Regions from separate parts of the Mus musculus genome. Here region 2 is linked to region 1. The links are chromatin contacts, called in public Hi-C maps. All regions are on one chromosome and are shown on one strand. The core of a region is the stretch at or near the end of the contact, and the rest is flanking DNA. Distances in the headings are between cores, read along the strand shown.

Evidence for each region. Hi-C and Micro-C count contacts between places; a contact is called where the count stands out from the background.
Region 2: a Hi-C map of CD8 T cells shows a contact between it and region 1, with 4 times the contacts expected there. The contact joins the promoter of Kat6b here to the promoter of Mrps16 in region 1. A contact is called at or near these places in 2 of 39 promoter capture datasets (neutrophils and pre-B cells) and 3 of 484 Hi-C or Micro-C datasets (CD4 T cells, CD8 T cells and embryonic stem cells).

The regions. Positions count from the first base shown.
Region 1 is chr14:20,391,382-20,396,332 of GRCm38.p6, forward strand. It overlaps Mrps16 (mitochondrial ribosomal protein S16), which reads right to left and starts at 2,253. Exons shown (of 3, transcript NM_025440.3): 1 at 2,100-2,253; 2 at 512-772; 3 at 1-79. The coding sequence starts at 2,112. Cfap70 (cilia and flagella associated protein 70) reads right to left here. Exons shown (of 29, transcript NM_029698.1): 27 at 3,533-3,634; 28 at 3,252-3,299; 29 at 2,809-3,020. The coding sequence ends at 2,940.
Region 2 is chr14:21,497,621-21,502,571 of GRCm38.p6, forward strand. It overlaps Kat6b (K(lysine) acetyltransferase 6B), which reads left to right and starts at 2,165. Exons shown (of 17, transcript NM_017479.3): 1 at 2,165-2,340.

The sequences.
Region 1 (4,951 bases), core at 1,003-3,502:
ACCTCTCGTGCTCTCCTCCTCCGTAGTCTCTCAGCATTGGTGATCATCATTGGATGAAGGGGGAAAAAGCCAGACAGACCTAAAAGCAACAGGATTCTCATTATAATGTAGCTCACATGTAGTTTCCCAAGAGTCTGCTTCCCAGAACTGAAACCCAACACCTGACCAACAGCATAGGCAAGAAATAGGCTCCTGGCTTGCTAAGCTCACTGTCTACTTCCTAACACCGTTCTCCTCACTAATAAACAAACAAACAAACAAACAAACTGACAGGCAGGTATCCACGACACAGTTGTCCCATTTTTTTTGCACAAAATCCCAGTCACTTGGAGTGTTCTAAAGGAGACCATAAAGGGGGTCTCCAGATTAAAAAACGGCAGTTACACTACTTCACCCTCCACTCCTGTCCAGAGCAGCTTGGATGGAATAGAAACCATTCTTCTTTTCCATCCTCACAGAGTTGACCACAGTATAACATCTGTTAAATTATCTAAGCTCAGGGCTGGTTTACCTAGAAGTTTCTCCATAGGCTTAGAGAGGTGAGCCCCACAGCCAATCCAATGCCGGATACGGTCCAGGTTGAGGGCAACTAGTTTTTCTCCGTGACTGTTGGGTAGTGGATCATAGGAGCCCAACTGCTCCACAAATCGGCCATCCCTGGGGCACTTGTTGTGAGCAGCCACAATGCGGTAAAAAGGCCGGTTGGTGCAGCCACCCAAAGCAAGGCGTATGGTTAGGTGGCCTCCGTGGTAGGCTTTGCAGAAAATGGTTGCTGTAGAGAAATAGTTCGTTAGGGTGCAAAAATGTTTAGTAGACTCAAAATATAAGGTAATATAAGGTAAAGGCACAATTCCTCCTTCTACTGCAATGTTCTCACTTCCAATCTATGCCCTGCCCCATCCAGCTTAGATACAATCGTGTGGGTGAAACTCCTCCTTAACCCCTCCAGACCAGACATACCTCCTTTTTTCCAAATCCACATAACACAGTCCTGCCGAGGTTGGGGTCCACTTTACCCTTGGAGACTCCATCTTGTAAATAGTCTCCACTTTGTACTAAGATAAATTCTAAGAAACAGCTGAATTCCCAGAAATGGCTTCTGGCCCCAGGCGCCCCATATGAACTTAGGCCACAATATCTCACCCTATGCCTTGTTGGTTAGCAACTAGTCCGGACTGAAACCAACCAGCCACTATATAGGCTCTGACTGGCTGGCCTCAATCCAGGCCAAGTTAAGAAGCCAACTGAGACCCTATAGGTGGAACAACAATATGAACTAACCAGTACCCAGGAGCTCTTGTCTCTAGCTGCATATGTATCAAAAGATGGCCTAGTCGGCCATCACTGGAAAGAGAGGCCCATTGGACTTGCAAACTTTATATGCCCCAGTACAGGGGTACGCCAGGGCCAAAAAGGGGGAGTGGGTGGGTAGGGGAGTGGGGGGTGGGTATGGGGGACTTTTGGGATAGCATAATGTAAATGAGGAAAATACCTAATAAAAAGTTTAAAAAAAAAAAAAAGCCAACTGAGGTACTTGACCGGTAGTAACCCACTTAAAATGACAGGTATGGAAAACCATGCATGTGGTCCCTAGCCCATCCAATTTGTGGTTTTTATGTTTTAAAAGGTTGTCCTGTCTTGCCCCACGCTGTCACGTTTTGGACCCCGAACCCAGCCGTCTCCCCGAAATATTAGCTTTTAAAATAAGCTTGCTGGTTTAAACTTGGTTTTCATATTGGATTATTTCCAAATTCTCGGACCCTAACACCATTTACTAAGCCATGACCTTGTCTTACCCTTAGGTGCCTCATCTGTAAAACGATTTCTACGATGTGTGGTAAAAAACTGAGACAGGCTGGGCGCGGTGGCGCACGCCTCTAATCACAGGGCCTTTGGGAGGCAGAGGCAAAGGTCTGTCTAGGAAGGAGTTCGAAGCCAGCCCGTCTTTACGCTGCGAGTTCCAGGCCAGCCAGAGCTACCCAGTGAGACCACTGCTAAAAGCGAGACGGACTGAGACGAAGCTCCGCTGGAAGGCGATGTGGCCGCGCCTAGCCCGGGTCGCCGCAGCCCACGCCCGCCCGGAAGCCCCGCGCACTCACTGAGCTGGACCATGGTGCCTGGGCGAGCGGCTCTCCAGCTGTCCCGCTGCACAGCCCCGCGGCACAGAGCCTGAAGCCCGGAAGAGCGCCCCCAAGCGGCCGGCGGGCACACGACGCGACGTCCGCACCACTCCAGAGCCGGAAAGCCCTCTGCGGAAGCCTCCGGCCGATCGGCCCGCCCCTTCCGCTTTCTCTTCCAATGCGCACGGGAGGGCAACCGAGCGCCGGGAGTGCCACAGGGCGCCGGTGACTGATCCTTGACTGCTACGGAAGAGGCGTGTCTGTAGGCGTGGGCTGCTGGCGGTCTTCAGCTGAGTGCCTGCGGCGTGCGGGAGACTTTCCTGTCCGCGGCGGTGCTGAGTTCCTTGCAGGCCGTTCCATCCTGCGACGGTTCCCCCGCCTCCGGAATATCCTCTGTTCTCTTACCCACTGTCAACTGTGTGTGACACAGCACAGTTGTATTCTGGTCCCACCTTTGAAGATGTTGCCTTAATTTCCAAGCCCCAGTAACATTGGTCCAGAACTTTGGCAATTGTGCACCTCCAGGGAATCTTACCAACAAGGTGATCAGATAAACTTTAAAAAGTAATTCTAATAGTCACACCATTATGCCAGATATCTACCCACAAATAGTGGCTATTAATTAGCTACATGTACATAAGAGCATATAAAATATAATGTGCTATACATACGACTCCAGAAACATGATAAATTTTGAGTTTGGGGTTTATATTTTTTTAATGTGAACTAAAGGGGTGGGGATGGGCAGGCTTCATCTGGTGACAGTTTGGAAAGGAAACGTGCTTGGGGCTCCATATTAAATATCCACTTGTAAGGCTGTCAGAAAGATGGATTTCCAAAACCAACCATTTCCTGTACAGTGTGGATTTCTTCAAGTAGAGCCTGGTCTTTCAGTTTCAGCTGCAGAAACAAGGCAGGGAAGAAGTTATGTCCAACACACCAGGTGACTTTGAAGACCCCTAATTTAAGAGGCTCCAGATTTGTGGGGACGGGATGGGCCTCTCCTGTATTCTCGACACCATGGAAGCTCTCAAAGAATTGGAATGTATTGGATCTTGGGTGGGAATTCATCAGGCACTGAGCGCTCTCATGGTCTGTACACTCTCAGAATGGCAATCAGCTGTCGCATACCTTTATTGTGTACTTATAAGCCTGCTCTGCTTCCAGTTGTCGTCCAACCTGAAAGAAGCAATTAACATCTTTCCTAGTAAAATGTGAATCGGAGGTTACTGACCACATCCATCTCAAGGAGGAACCGCCCAGAACATTCTCCTTGTCATCAGTAGAGACAAATCTGGAACTCTTCCAACTTCAGTTGCTGTGTGCTAACAGCCAGCTTACCTTTCTTTCTTAGTTGGGCCTTCACCTGACCCCTGAGAGGGCCTTGTGAAGGGACAATAAGAAACACTCACTTTCAGGCAGACCAGAGCCAGATAGGCCCACACTTCGGCGTTGCAGTTATTCAACGCGTTGGCTTCAGACAGAGCATCCTCAGCTTCCGTGAGCTCCTCCAGCTTGGCAGAGAGAGAGTTAGGAGATACAGTCCAAATTGGTTTCCACTTAAGCATAGTAGAGTTGTTAGAATTCCTTCTAGGCTCCACCCCACGGTTACCTGGCAATTGCCAGGTATGCCTAGTTTACTATGAAAGGAGCTCCTCTCTTTGCTCTCTCTCTCTCTCTCAATGATTCTGGCCTTCCCTCTTCTCCTCTTCTTCCCTCCCCGCCCCCCCCCCTTTCTCTGTCTCTACTACTTTCTCAACTCCCTTACACATGCCCTAAATAAACTCTATTCTATACTGTATCTGTTGTGTGGCTGGTCCCTCAGGGGGAAGGGGTGCCTCAGCATGGGCCCACAGAGGCAACCTCTCCCACCTCACTATACCACACCTCTACCAAAACATATCCTGGCCTCTTTTCTACTTCATAAAACACAACTAGAGTCAGCTTAGATGAATCTGCTATTCAACCAATAGATGTCCACGACCTATACCAGTGCTACTCAAAAAAAAAACAAAAACAAAAACAAAAAAAAACCTTCAAAATTCACCAGTGTTTCTGAATTCATATGTAGCATATACTTTATATGTCCTACATAATTATGTAACTATTAAAAAACATTATTTGTGGATGGATATATGGTAGGTATATATCTTTCCTCTCATTTTTTGTTTATTTTTGTTTTTTAAATTATTTAGAGACTGAGTGTTCCTGTTAGTGAAACTTATGGCTGGAAACTCAGGTATTTCAGGCTAGCCTTGAACTTGAAACTATCTTCCTTCCTCAGCTGATCAGGAATTGGGATTGTATTTATGAGCCCCCAGGCCAAGATTTTGTTTTCTGTTTGTTTTCTGTGTTAAAAGAACAGTGAGTTTCAAAGGCTGTGAAAATATGAAGCACAGCTTTCCAGCCATGTCCATGTTTTGACTCACACCTTAAGTTTTACAGACATGTATTCAGTCGACATACATTTGCTGAAGTGTACTCTGCTCAGCAATATACATGATACTAAGAATTAAAGTATGTATGTACATATACAGCCCCTGCCCTCAGAGACCTCACTGGTAGATAAATAAACAAATATAATGAAAAATCAAATACATAAACAGTTCTACAAAATAAATATTTCCAGAGCAAAAGTACACTTATGACCTAAAGGTGACACAAAGAAATAGTATCAGATCTACCCTAAGACTGAAGAAAAATGGCCTCAGAGAAGAAACATCACTAAAATGGACCATGAGGGGTAAGTTGGAGTTTGTTAGAGGCACAAGATCAAGAGGGATAAAGGTGTGGGGTGTGATGGAGCACACGCACAGAAAACAACTTTTTTT
Region 2 (4,951 bases), core at 915-3,414, 1.1 Mb after region 1:
TAACATACTTGGTTCGAATATAGAGATCTAGAGTTTTAAACCTTGTTTTTAAGACATGGTTTATTTTATTGCTCCAGATAAAATGCAGTCTGAGGGTTGGGCGTGGTGGTTTACTATCTGAAATTCTATCAATTGGGAGACTGGGTAGGAGGACTGCTGTGAGTTTGAGGCCAAATGGTCTACAGAGCAAGACCTTGTCTCAAGAAAATAAATGTCACCCCAAGGGACCAAAATGTAACTTAAAAAATAAAGTGCATCTGGGCAGACTATCAGAAATGCAACAAAGCAAAACAGAAGGGCTAATGAGTCAGCCAGTATCCTTAAATTTACTTTGTAACTTCTTGGAGAAAATTCCTACCTAGCATGTGTATTATGGGGGGAAAAGCACACCTTATAAATGCCCTTCTTGGAAACAATCTAAATGAACAGGACTGAGTTATGGACTAATGGCTTGTGAAAACTCTCCTTGAGCAAGTTATTGAAGATCCTAACTGAAACAGACAGGAAGAGACTTAGAAAACCCAACGAGGGTGGGGTTGGGGGCGGCATTTGCTTCATCAGTAATGTAATTCAAAAGTTGCCAAGCCGATCAGTGGCTGAGTTTACCTTGTTTCGTTTCCTTGGGCTGAGTCTGAGAGTGTCCGGATTTAACCTAAAGAGGTTTGTGTTTTAAAAACTAACAACCAAGTAATAAAACACCTATAAAAGAGGTTTATAATGGAACTGGTGACAGTTCTGAGTGTAGTGTTACAAGTCTTCTGCTCTCCCCTCTTTTTTTTTTTTTAATCTGCTCTCCCCTCTTTTTTTTTTAATCTTTCATTCACCTCTGCCTTTTGTCCTGGCTTCTTCCTCACCTTGCTGCCAAGCTCAGAAGCAGAGGAAGCTCGCACACCAGAGTAGCCTTTGTGCATTTCTGTCTGCATGTGACAGGGCTGCTGCTGCTGCTAAGATAAGAACTGAGATTATTGGGTCTAACAAAGTACCTACATAGTTGAACAGTAGTTTCTAACGGGGAGTTGAACTCTGCTGCAGGAGTGGCAGTGGCATGAAAATGAGTCATTCAGGGCAGGGAGACTGAAATTCCTGCTCTTTGACATCCTACATCTCCTCATCAGGGGCCCCAAGAACGTCCTGATTCAAGGACAGAACTTCAGGCAACAGGTGGTTTTTCACCCCGGCCACCACACGGGGAAACTTGGCTTTCCCAGGGACATAGGTTTGTTTCCCTTCTTCCCAAAGGTCTGGGAAGAGAAACTGTTCAAACTCTGTTAGGAGGAGCCTTTTCTCAAGTCTACCTTTCTCATACTCTCAAGTATCTCTTACCAGCATCCCACCCAACTCTGGGAAGAGCAGGACGTTTTCTCCAGAGTCCGGAGGGCGCTGCAAGGCATGTGGGCACCTTTAGAGTAGCCTTGCCTGGGCGGCCAGAGGATCCCCCAGCCTCCCTCGTATGGGCCTCAGGAACTCCGGGGGCCCAGGGGAAGCCTGGAAAACCGAACTTCGCCATCAGCTTTCCTTACAGCGCTGGTTGGAGACGAGGGAAGGGCCCCCCAGCGGTCGCCCCCCGCCCAACCCCAATGTTATCCAGCTGCACAGTCCAGGAAGCACCCAGAACGCAGCTCCGAGCTCGCCAGCCTCTCCCGCAGGCCGGGAGAGGGCATCCTGAGGGGCAGCTTCCCTCTCCAGCCTGCGTCTGACATCCCCACTCCCACCCGAGGATGCCTGTCCGCAGTCGCTGAATGTCACTGCTCCCTCTTCCTCCTGATCAGGGTAGAGACAGCTCCTGAGGCATCCCCCACCCCAAAACTGCCGCGGTCGCCCGAGGGTACAAGACCCGGGAGAAGGACGAAGTTTGGGGCCCACGGCGGCGGGAGGGGGGGCGCGTTTAAGAAGACCGCACCTCAGTCCCAGACCTGGCGGACACACTCCCCACCCCAAAACAGCCCAGGCGTCCCCATCCTTTCGGACACCGGCATCCCCGCCCTCCCCTGAGGGCGGTGAGCGGAGCCCCCCGGGGCGGAGGCAGGTACCCCCGGGGCGGAGACTGGGGCGGGCGGGGTCCGGGCTGCGCCCCCGGCCGGGCCAGGCGGGCTAGCGGGCGGCGCGGGGGGAGCGGGGCTGGGCGGCGCTGCCTCGGGCTCTGTGCGCTGCAGCCCGGAGCCGAGGAGGAGGAGGCGGAGGAGGAGAAGGAGGCGGCGGCGGTGGGTCCCGGGCGGGGGGAGCGCGGCGCTGCGGACCCGGGCGGCTGGCAAAGGACGAGGCGGAGGCTGAGGAAGGCAGCGGGGAGACCCGGTCTGCAGCAACAAAGGGCAGCAAGCGATTGGCCGGGCTGGAGGCGAGGTTAGCCGGGGACCGGGGTGGCCGGAGGCAGCGGCGAATAGTGCACGTGCTTGCAGACACGGGCGAGTGCGGAGCCGGGGGTGCACACCCGGTGGGTAGGGGGCTTGCTCCCCCTCCGTATGGGATGGCGAAGAGGCTGCAGTGAGATCGTTCCGCCTGCACCCGGCCTGAGGCTGGCAGGGTAGGGGGTATGTGAAGGGGGTAGGGTGCAAGCCAGGGGGCGGGCGAGTAGTCGCCCGGGACAGGACAGGAGAGAGGGTGGAGGAGGGGGCTGGATGGAACGCTCCGGGCGGCGCGCCCGTCCGCGCGCTCCTCGGCGGGAGCAGGCGACTGAGAACCTCGAATTTTAACTTCGCGTGCCCGCCCGCGCGCGCCCGCCTGCGCCCACCCCTAAATCCTGCGGCCGCCGCCAGCGATCAGCTCTCACACAAACTTTAGCTGCGGGCTAGGGGCTTTGGGGTTGAGTGGGGGAGGGGAGAGGAAAAAAGGCTTCTGATTGGCGTCGTGTACAGCCAATAAGGCCAAGCGCCTCTCCTGCGCCTAGATCCAATCCATTTCTAGAGGTAGAGGGGGCGGGTAGGTGGAAGTAGAGGTGGCGCGGTGTCTGTGAGAGAGAAAAAGGGCTGGACCAATAGGTGCCCGGAAAAGGCGGGCCCCGCGGTCTGTTGATTGGTACTGGCAGTCGACCCTCCCTCGGGGTGGTGCCGGAGGTGGGGGGGGGGAAATGATGGGTCGAGAGGTGTGTCTATGTGGAGGCGAGATGACCGGCAGGAACTTGCCCCAATGGGGGGCAGAGTGTTTAGCGAGCGGGTGACGGACAGACCCGTAGGCCAACGGTTGGCCCTAAGTGTTCGTGCTCTCGTCCAATGGAACGGCGCCGGGGCGGGGCCGCGTCTTGGGTTTAATGAGACTCCATTGGGCTGTAATCAGTGTCATGTCGGATTCATGTCAACGACAACAACAGGGGGACACAAAATGGCGGCGGCTTAGCTCCTACCCCTGGCGGCGGCGGCAGCGGTGGCGGGCGCTACGGCACCTCCTCCAGGCGGCAGCCGTAGCTTCTTTCTCAGGCAGATTCAGCGCCCCCGGCAGGCGCGGTGGTGGTGGCGCGCGGCCAGGTCTGTCACCCACCCCGCGCGTTCCCAGGGGGAGGAGACTAGGCGGGCGGGGGACCGACGGGGGGGTGGCCTGGGACCCTCGACGCCCCTCCCACAGGCCCCTGCGCGAGGGTCACCGCGGGGCCGCTCGGGGTCAGGCTGCCCCTGAGCGTGACGGTAGGGGGCGGGGGAGAGGAGGGAGGAGGAATAAGCTCCGCCCCTGGCCGAGCCTACGGGGCAAGGGGCGGGGCTCAGGAATGGAAGGGCGGGGCAAAGTCGGGAGGGGCGGGGCAGAGGGATTCTAAGGCTTGGGCTGGGAGGGGATTTCTGTGCAAGAGTGAACTGGTAGGATGGATGGAGGGGTCGGACGAGGGCGTGGGCAAGATTAAAAGAACGGGAGATGAGATGGGAAACGGGAGGTGTAGAAACAGGTGTAGAAGGGGGTGTAGGGAGGGGCGAAATTTTGGTGGAAGTGGGAAGGGTACCTAGGACTGTGTGAGGGCTGGTGAAGTGCTGCAGACTGGCGAGATTGCCGTTAACTGGGGACACACTAAGGATGAATTTGGGTGTGGTAAATGAGAGAGTATTGCTGAGTTGGTGTTGGTTCGTCTTGGGGATGGGTTCATGAGGCGGGTACAGTTTCTTTGGTGGAAGAATCAGGCTGAATCCTCATGTTGGCATAGGATAGTGGTTTGCTGGCCCATGGTAAATGAAACATTAAGAAAACAGAAGGAAGGATGGATTAGTTAAGTTTGGGAGATTTTCTAAGGTAGCAGAAGAGACTTTAATGAGCAGGGAATGGAGAGAGGCTGCTTGTAATTTGCAGCAGTATATTAGAACATCTCATCAGGACAGGTGATTCAAAGTTAGGGGAAGGCTGTGGCTGTGAACGAGGGCAGCACTGAGCAATAGGTCTGGGTGCTATAATTTGATGGACTGTGCCCCCAGTCTTCATTGAGCCAAGAAAGGTTATGGAGACTTTAATTTTGATGGCTGGGGTTGTTTGGAGTAAACTTCAAGCCTAGTCTTGAAGGTGTGGCAGGAACAGGGAGAGCATAGAGTGTCCCTAGGAAGAGACATGGATGCTTGCTACCTTGGGCAAGAACATTTGGTATTTTTGAGTTTGGTAGGACTTTGGTTTGGGCACAGTGCAGGGAGTAATGGGACCTGGCAGGGTAAAGGCAGAAGAAGGGCAAATTAGTGACCTGCACCATGGAGGAGTTTGAACAATTGCAGTTGGGAGAAAGAATGTTCATGTGAGAGTAGTGGAAGTTATGAAGGAGCAGTGATAAGGAATTACAGTTGTCAGCAATAGCTAGAGACCCAGTGAACTTGGGGTGGAGATACCAGGAAATTCAAGGGAAAGAGTATGCACAGATTTGTATGGGCAAGAGGTAGAAGTAGCGCATGGGACTTTAGTTGTGTTAGTTCTTTGTACTCCAGTAGTGTGTGCTTGTGCACACACATACATGCAGATGTATGCAAACACATTTTGTGCATTTGATGCATACAAG